Regions from separate parts of the Mus musculus genome. Here all the other regions are linked to region 3. Evidence: chromatin contacts called from public Hi-C and HiChIP or PLAC-seq data. All regions are on one chromosome and are shown on one strand. Each heading gives the region's core, a stretch centred on a gene start, on an enhancer-like site or on the middle of the called end of the contact. The rest is flanking DNA. Distances are from core to core; before and after follow the strand shown.

Region 1 (2,700 bases), core at 106-2,605, 1.1 Mb after region 3:
TAAGGACAGCTGTATATACATAATTTAAAATAAAAATAAATTTAGAAACAAAGTGTAAGCTTTCAAACTTAATCCCACCTGGCTGCAAACTTGTGCCTAGTTTACATTTTAACACATCCTTTATTTGAGCATGGTCACTGTGAAAACAAACAATAACAAAAAATCATGTCCTCTTTTTCCCAACAAAACGTTAGACCCTTAAAATGGGAATTTCTGCTCACCCTCAAATATAAAGCTTTACATCTGATAAACTCATTTGTAGAAAAAAATTAGAGGTTTGTTAAAGGTTGCTTTGTGATCTCTCCTGAGAACATTCTATCAGATCTGCCTATCTGAAGATCCTACATTCCTCCCTGACTGAGCTGACCAGTATAGGCTGTAGTCCCATAGCAACTGTGCCTAAGTAGACTGGCCAGTTTAGGGCAGCATAGAGGGATGAGAAAGTTTATAATTCTTATCCTTTCAAATTGTATGCTCTAATCTTATTTTTAGTAGCAAGATTTTATCTTCTTCTGTTGTTGTTGCTGTTGTTGTTGTTGTTGTTGGTGGTGGTGGTGGTGGTGTGTTTGACCAGGTTGAAGATAGAAGGAAAAGAAAATACTATGTATAAAGTAAAGACTCCTGGAGTAAATTAAATGATTTAGAGAATTTATCCTCCAAATACATACAATGTTAATCTTTGAATTTTTTTTTTGAGCCAGTAAGGAGCTTATTTTTAAAACCCATGTCTCCCTTTCTAATTGGTTCAGATCAACAATCACTTCTACCTTGCAATTGCGCTGAGACAACTGAGAAAAGTATTAGTTTTTTAGATTGGCCAAGAGGTAACACTATTGACAACAATTTGGTCCCAGTTTAAAAAAAAATGCAATAGTTGCAGATTGTTTATTATGGAAGTATCATCTGAGATCAAAAGGGTTGTTGTTGTTGTTGCTGTTGGTTATTAGTTTGTTTTTCACTCATGGGGTCAATATTTAATCAACAATGGCCTGAATTTTGATCTATTTCTCTGTGCCATCAAAGCTGGGAACATAAAAAAGAAAGCATCAGGGATTGGATGAGGTGTCCCATGAAGCTACCATCACTCATTTTAATTTCCATGAAAAAGGCTGATTTCCTTTGAGCCCAACATAATTCCTTGTAGGGTCCATGAGCCTGAACAACTGTGCGTGAGCATGCCACTGCAGTCATCCATCTGGCCCAGAAGAAGATGAGGAGCAAGTGAAATTAGACTATGCCTCTCTGGTTTCCCCTAAGAGCTGCCAATGAATGAGAGCATCAGCTGCACCATATTGGGTGAGTCAAGCCTCTTTTCCTTCACTTAGCACTCTGCATGCAGCCTGCAAGGCACATCCTGTGAATAGGAATGACTCAGTCTTAACAGGTGTCCATTGGCCTTGCCAACCAACCGCCTGTTGCAATAGAGTGCTGCAGCGGCACATTCTCGGTAGCATACAAAAATTGATAAATAGCAGGCTTGTGCCTCCTCAAACAGGGAAGGGCTTGGGTCGGACGCAGGTGCAGAGACTAGATACGAATGCCTAAATGCACCCTGACAACCCCAGGAGGATGTCCTAGCAACTGGCATATCAGCAGCCTGTTGGTTTCCATTTGGTAGTTCTCTTCGATGAGATATTTGAGTTCACTAAGTCCTGTCAGTGAAACGAGTTACAGAATCACATCATGAATGTCCCAGGTTTTAACTTTGCAGGATGTTTTCAAATAGAGAAGCCTGTATTTATTAAACTGTGGGCAAAATTTTACGACACACAAGTGTTGGTGCTGAATATGCCATGTGGATAAGACGAAGCTCAGGGAGTGGGTTCTCAAAGCCACATCATTCCTTAGAGAAGAATCAGTGCAGAATCCAGGTTCATAACTTCCCTTCAGTATGCTTTTAATAATATTCTTTACTGCTAAAATATGGGTTAATATGAATTCCTTAGACCTTTTTAGGAACTCCTGACTGAAATGCTGAATTACCAGGTCTTTGAATTCTTAGAAGATAGTCTTTGTATTCTTGTATCTCTTGCCTTGCCTTTTTTTTTTAACTTCCATCTTACCACTTTTAAAGTTTAAAGTGTTTGTCCTTAGCATTGTAGTCAAGAAGGAAAAGTGATGTAAAAAAAAAAAAAGCACTTCTTTATCACGTGTGCATGTGTGTGTGTGTGTGTGTGTGTGTGTGTGTGTGTGTGTGTGTGTCTGTGTGTGTCTGTGTGTTGCCCTGGAAGTTATACACAGTCCTTCTTCTGTAGCACGTATTCACATAATCACATCTATCTATTGGGCAGACTTAGAATTTACTTCTCTGCACAGATAATGTTTGGGACTTTTATAATGGGAAGAGTTTGAAACACTAAGTTTCAGTAGATAAGTAGTGGTAGCATCCATCAATGTCTGTGCAGTATCTGTGAAATAAAATAGAAAATAAAATGCTACGAATCACAAATAAGAACTGATCATATAAAAAATTTTAAGAGCAAGTAAAAACAAAGTTTATTTTGCCTGAGTACTTTTAAGGGATGATGCTATGAAATGAGTCACATACACATTTTTATCCTAACATTCAAAAACCCAGTAAAAAAGTTATTATTTTCACAAAACTTTATAAGTTAAAAAGCTAAGATATAAGAAAATTGAGATCATTGCCTAATTTCTCCCATTAAAACAATACAGGTTGTGATTCATTTCAAAGTCATC
Region 2 (2,700 bases), core at 151-2,650, 1.1 Mb after region 3:
TTTGGCCCTGGCGTTCCCCTGTACTGGGGCATATAAAGTTTGCGAGTCCAAAGGGCCTCTCTTTCCAGTGATGGCTGACTAGGCCATCTTTTGAAACATATGCAGCTAGAGATGTCCTTTTTCTTCCTGAATGCGAAGCTTAGATTCTTAGTCAGTCATCCTACATTTGGCAGTTGAATAACCATTGGGACAATGTGTATGCTATGGTATCATCAGATCATTTGTTGAGGTTAATGGTAAGATAACTACAATAAACCAGTTCAGGAAGTATTTTAAATCCATAGATTCTGAACTGAAAATTTGAACTATATGAACATCATAAGGTTATTTGGGAAATTTAACATGAAGATCTGAATCTTTGGTTCTTGCTAATGTAGAATGATGGGAGTCAGTCCGTGGATGAGTCTTATGAAGATTTTTTTTTTTTTGGTTTTTCAAGACAGGGTTTCTCTGTATAGCCCTGGCTGTCCTGGAACTCACTTTGTAGACCAGGCTGACCTTGAACTCCGAAATCCGCCTGCCTTTGCCTCCAAAGTGCTGGGATTAAAGGCTTAAGCCACCACACTGGGCACGTTATGAGGATTTTAAGTGAGAGAATTTAAGGTGTAAGTTATAAGAAGCTACCATTTTTACTAGCAGTAAGTGTACTGTTACAAATAGGACCCAGGTAATAATCTCTGATATTCATGATTCTGACAAAAGCATTTCCAACAAGGTTTTGAGAAACTATATAGTATGTAGCAATACAGAAAACAGGAAAGTACTACATTTGTCATAGACAACTATTTCTTCCTCCTTAGCACTCCTCTCTCATTAGGATAAGAAGACATCCTGGGCAGGGTCAGCTAATAGCATTCTACATGAGGCCCTACTCTAAACCAAACTCACTGTCTTTGCTATCAGCAGCCGGCTCCCGATGTGTGTCAATTACAAAGAGAGCAGGGCTCCAAAGACCATGAAGCCCAAATGTGGTTACTGAGCAAACAGGGCTATTTGAAGTGCATTCCTTTCTGCTGAGCTTGGTGTCAGTAAAAAGGAACTCTCTTTTCCTATAGCAAGACCCTCATGTCCTAGTGAGGTTTCAGCCAAGAGTTGTGCAGTGTTGGCAGTGAGGGAGGGACTGGTGGCCACTTGAAATTCTCAAGTCCATGTCCCCAAACACTAGACAGAAAGGCCCTTATTTTTGGCTCCATGCCCTTCTCCAATTTCATTTCCACTGAAGAGTGGCCCAAGCTCTGTGATCTGTTCCATCAACACTGTGGCTAAAATTAAATTTCAGAGTCCTAGTGCAGAATGAGCTGAAGTCTTTTCTAAAGTGCATTCACCCCTGCTGTGTGAGTGTTCTTTACTAAGGAGATGTCAAGAGGGGAGTGTCCTCAACAGGATTTGTTTCTGGGAGAAAAGTAGGAGATTTACACAAGTTTCACTAGACTTTGAGGGGTTAGGAGATGACTAAGTCCTAACCTCAAGATACTTACTTTCTTTTGCAAAGTCTTAGATGTAGATCACAAATTCTACTATGAAGCAGGCAAAATTTCTTAACTGAATAACTAACACAATAACAACAGAGATTCCTATCTGACTCAGTTCTTGACCAGTAGCCCCTTTTATAGATATTGTCTTTCTTGACCTTTATAACATCCCTGTATTTTATGGGATCATGGTCCCTCCATTTGAAACCTGAACAAACACATGCTCAGAAAAACAAAAGCATATTAGTCAATTTAAATGAGTCCAGGATTGCTGTATGTCTTCTTGTCTCAAAATACTACACTGTTTCCTCAAGTAAAATGCTATTCTAGGACAGAGTCCGGAGAATTTTCATAGGGAGAGGTAGTGTTATATCAAATGGCCAGAATTAAAAACATAACATTTTGTGACTTTTTTCTCTATTCATCTGTCTACAAGCCAGATAGCATAGTAATTAGCAAAAGATTTGTTTTCCAAAGGAAGTTAACAACCCTTCCCTCTATCTCTACAAACAATTGTTGATAATGTACATAGTCATTTCTCGATCTCAAACAGTTGCCTAGTCCCTGTACTGCCTGTTACACAATTCAAGATAAGCCCTGTGTGGCAAATCATTGGAAAGCCCCTTCCATCTAGTCAGAAAATTCAGCCAAAGGTAAGCAAACAGTTTGGGAAGATTCCAGAATCCTGAAGTAAGCATGCGATTTAACAGTGCAAGTGCTCTTACACACCATTCAAGGGCCATGACTAACTTCCTGTAAGGCACTTACAAAGTCTCTTGCAAATGGAGGCAGTGGTATTTTGTGTCATTGTTTCTCCTGACTGAAAATAGCCTTTTATTCAGTAACATGCAAGAGGAAATAGATGATCTAGCACATACACTAGGAAATCCTGTGAGCTCCTCACTTATCGGTTTATTCTGTCTATTTTTGATCAATACACCTTACATATTTGGTGAGGAGGCAATGACTCCAAATAAGTGTGCTTATTGCTTGGTGATCTGCCACTCTTGAGGTCTGTAAGATACAGTAATTAGAACATCATTTAAGACGTTTATTTCCTCTTTTATATCAGAAAAATCTATGCTATATAATATGAAATAAAGATTCAATTACAGAGGTTTGAACTTGTGTCAGGGCTTAACCCATTGTCCTGTTCTTTGTTTGTTTGTTTTTATTTGTTTTTGTTGTTCTTAAATGTACATTTTCAATACCTCTACCACAAATATAA
Region 3 (2,700 bases), core at 133-2,632:
ATAAAGTGTGTATGTATACGTTTGGGGATTGTACAGAATGCACAGCGTAGTATTCAGGAAAAAGGAAACTGGGAAATTAATGTATAAATTAAAATCAGCTTTTAATTAGCTTAACACACACATACGAAGGCAAAAATGTAACGTTACTTTGATCTGATCAGGGCCGACTTTTTTTTTTAAGTGCATAATTACGATTCCAGTAATAAAAGGGGAAAGCTTGGGTTTGTCCTGGGAGGAAGGGGTTAACGGTTTTCTTTATTCTAGGGTCTCTGCAGGCTCCCCAGATCTGGGTTGGCAATTCACTCCTCCCCCTTTCTGGGAAGTCCGGGTTTTCCCCAACCCCCCAATTCATGGCATATTCTCGCGTCTAGCGCCTTGATTTTCCCCACCCCAGCTCCTAAACCAGAGTCTGCTGCAAACTGGCTCCACAGGGGCAAAGAGGATTTGCCTCTTGTGAAAACCGACTGTGGCCCTGGAACTGTGTGGAGGTGTATGGGGTGTAGACCGGCAGAGACTCCTCCCGGAGGAGCCGGGTAGAGCGCACCCGCCGCCACTTTACTGGACTGCGCAGGGAGACCTACAGGGGAAAGAGCCGCCTCCACACCACCCGCCGGGTGGAAGTCCGAACCGGAGGTGCTGGAGTGTGTGTGTGGGGGGGGGGGGGAATCTGCCTTTTGGCAGCAAATTGGGGGGGGGGGTCGTTCTGGAAAGAATGTGCCCAGTCAACATAACTGTACGACCAAAGGCAAAATACACAATGCCTTCCCCGCGAGATGGAGTGGCTGTTTATCCCTAAGTGGCTCTCCAAGTATACGTGGCAGTGAGTTGCTGAGCAATTTTAATAAAATTCCAGACATCGTTTTTCCTGCATAGACCTCATCTGCGGTTGATCACCCTCTATCACTCCACACACTGAGCGGGGGCTCCTAGATAACTCATTCGTTCGTCCTTCCCCCTTTCTAAATTCTGTTTTCCCCAGCCTTAGAGAGACGCCTGGCCGCCCGGGACGTGCGTGACGCGGTCCAGGGTACATGGCGTATTGTGTGGAGCGAGGCAGCTGTTCCACCTGCGGTGACTGATATACGCAGGGCAAGAACACAGTTCAGCCGAGCGCTGCGCCCGAACAACCGTACAGAAAGGGAAAGGACTAGCGCGCGAGCAAGAGAAAATGGTCGGGCGCGCAGTTAATTCATGCTGCGCTATTACTGTTTACACCCCGGAGCCGGAGTACTGGGCTGCGGGGCTGAGGCTCCTCCTCCTCTTTCCCCGGCTCCCCACTAGCCCCCCTCCCGAGTTCCCAAAGCAGAGGGCGGGGAAGCGAGAGGAGGAAAAAAAAATAGAGAGAGGTGGGGAAGGGAGAAAGAGAGATTCTCTGGCTAATCCCCGCCCACCCGCCCTTTATATTCCGGGGGTCTGCGCGGCCGAGGACCCCTGGGCTGCGCTGCTCTCAGCTGCCGGGTCCGACTCGCCTCACTCAGCTCCCCTCCTGCCTCCTGAAGGGCAGGGCTTCGCCGACGCTTGGCGGGAAAAAGAAGGGAGGGGAGGGATCCTGAGTCGCAGTATAAAAGAAGCTTTTCGGGCGTTTTTTTCTGACTCGCTGTAGTAATTCCAGCGAGAGACAGAGGGAGTGAGCGGACGGTTGGAAGAGCCGTGTGTGCAGAGCCGCGCTCCGGGGCGACCTAAGAAGGCAGCTCTGGAGTGAGAGGGGCTTTGCCTCCGAGCCTGCCGCCCACTCTCCCCAACCCTGCGACTGACCCAACATCAGCGGCCGCAACCCTCGCCGCCGCTGGGAAACTTTGCCCATTGCAGCGGGCAGACACTTCTCACTGGAACTTACAATCTGCGAGCCAGGACAGGACTCCCCAGGCTCCGGGGAGGGAATTTTTGTCTATTTGGGGACAGTGTTCTCTGCCTCTGCCCGCGATCAGCTCTCCTGAAAAGAGCTCCTCGAGCTGTTTGAAGGCTGGATTTCCTTTGGGCGTTGGAAACCCCGGTAAGCACAGATCTGGTGGTCTTTCCCTGTGTTCTTTCTGCGTCTTGAATGTAGCGGCCGGTTAGGACAGTCTTTCTTCCATTCCTGTGCTTTTGACACTTTTCTCAAGAGTAGTTGGGGTAGGCTGGGGTAGATCTGAGTCGGGGTAGAGCGACTTGTCAAGATGACAGAGGAAAGGGGAAGGGAAAAACCGGGATGCATTTTGAAGCGGGGTTCCCGAGGTTACTATGGGCTGACGCTGACCCGGCCGGTTGGACATTCTTGCTTTGCTACATTAATTGATATGTGTCCTTTGAGGGGTCAAACCGGGAGGTCGCTTCGTGGTGGCCAAAGAAAGCCCTTGGAATCCTGAGGTCTTTGGAGAAGGGATTACCTTTTGCGTTTGGGAGCGAGAAGGCTCCGTAGCTTCTGACTTACCAGTCTCTGAGAGGGCATTTAAATTTCAGCTTGGTGCATTTCTGACAGCCTGGGACCGACACGGAGGTGCGTCCCGCCCGCCAATCCCCGGCGGCGATCGCAACCCGTCCCTGAGCCTTTTAAGAAGTTGCTATTTTGGCTTTAAAAATAGTGATCGTAGTAAAATTTAAGCCTGACCCCCGCGGCACTAGGACTTGATGTTGGGCTAGCGCAGTGAGGAGAAGCAAAATTGGGACAGGGATGTGACCGATTCGTTGACTTGGGGGAAACCAGAGGGAATCCTCACATTC

What was found. Hi-C and Micro-C count contacts between places; a contact is called where the count stands out from the background. HiChIP or PLAC-seq counts read pairs in DNA pulled down with a chosen protein or histone mark.
Region 1: a contact with region 3 is called in a Hi-C map of muscle stem cells, with 4 times the contacts expected there. The contact joins the enhancer-like site here to the promoter of Myc in region 3. A contact is called at or near these places in 2 of 39 promoter capture datasets (embryonic stem cells and hippocampal neurons), 1 of 15 datasets of contacts at CTCF or cohesin (large pre-B cells), 5 of 484 Hi-C or Micro-C datasets (the N1E-115 cell line, bone marrow-derived macrophages, embryonic fibroblasts and 1 more), 19 of 115 datasets of contacts at active chromatin or transcription factors (the NIH/3T3 cell line, the SCID.adh cell line, T-cell acute lymphoblastic leukemia and 15 more) and 1 of 9 other capture datasets (adipose tissue).
Region 2: a FOXA1 HiChIP or PLAC-seq map of pancreatic cancer cells shows a contact between it and region 3. The contact joins the enhancer-like site here to the promoter of Myc in region 3. A contact is called at or near these places in 2 of 39 promoter capture datasets (the 3T3-L1 cell line and cranial neural crest), 1 of 15 datasets of contacts at CTCF or cohesin (the NIH/3T3 cell line), 7 of 484 Hi-C or Micro-C datasets (the HL-1 cell line, the N1E-115 cell line, adipose-derived mesenchymal stem cells and 4 more), 12 of 115 datasets of contacts at active chromatin or transcription factors (the NIH/3T3 cell line, the SCID.adh cell line, SST interneurons and 8 more) and 4 of 9 other capture datasets (embryonic tail, embryonic trunk, macrophages and 1 more).

The regions. Positions count from the first base shown.
Region 1 is chr15:63,035,081-63,037,780 of GRCm38.p6, forward strand. No RefSeq gene overlaps it. Among named protein-coding and RNA genes, the nearest start is that of Gm41334, 34 kb to the right of the region's middle. Within about 2 kb of position 1,356, at least 20 of the 459 cell types and tissues checked have an H3K27ac peak or open chromatin away from gene starts, as enhancers often do. A contact at or near this core is called in the SCID.adh cell line, muscle stem cells and neural progenitor cells, where this site is marked.
Region 2 is chr15:63,065,136-63,067,835 of GRCm38.p6, forward strand. It overlaps Gm41334 (a long non-coding RNA gene), which reads right to left. Exons shown (of 3, transcript XR_875378.1): 3 at 2,365-2,486. Among named protein-coding and RNA genes, the nearest start is that of Gm41334, 4.3 kb to the right of the region's middle. RefSeq lists an enhancer at 567-2,476. Within about 2 kb of position 1,401, at least 43 of the 459 cell types and tissues checked have an H3K27ac peak or open chromatin away from gene starts, as enhancers often do. A contact at or near this core is called in the N1E-115 cell line, the NIH/3T3 cell line, the SCID.adh cell line and 2 more, where this site is marked.
Region 3 is chr15:61,983,959-61,986,658 of GRCm38.p6, forward strand. It overlaps Myc (myelocytomatosis oncogene), which reads left to right and starts at 1,383. Exons shown (of 3, transcript NM_001177352.1): 1 at 1,383-1,993.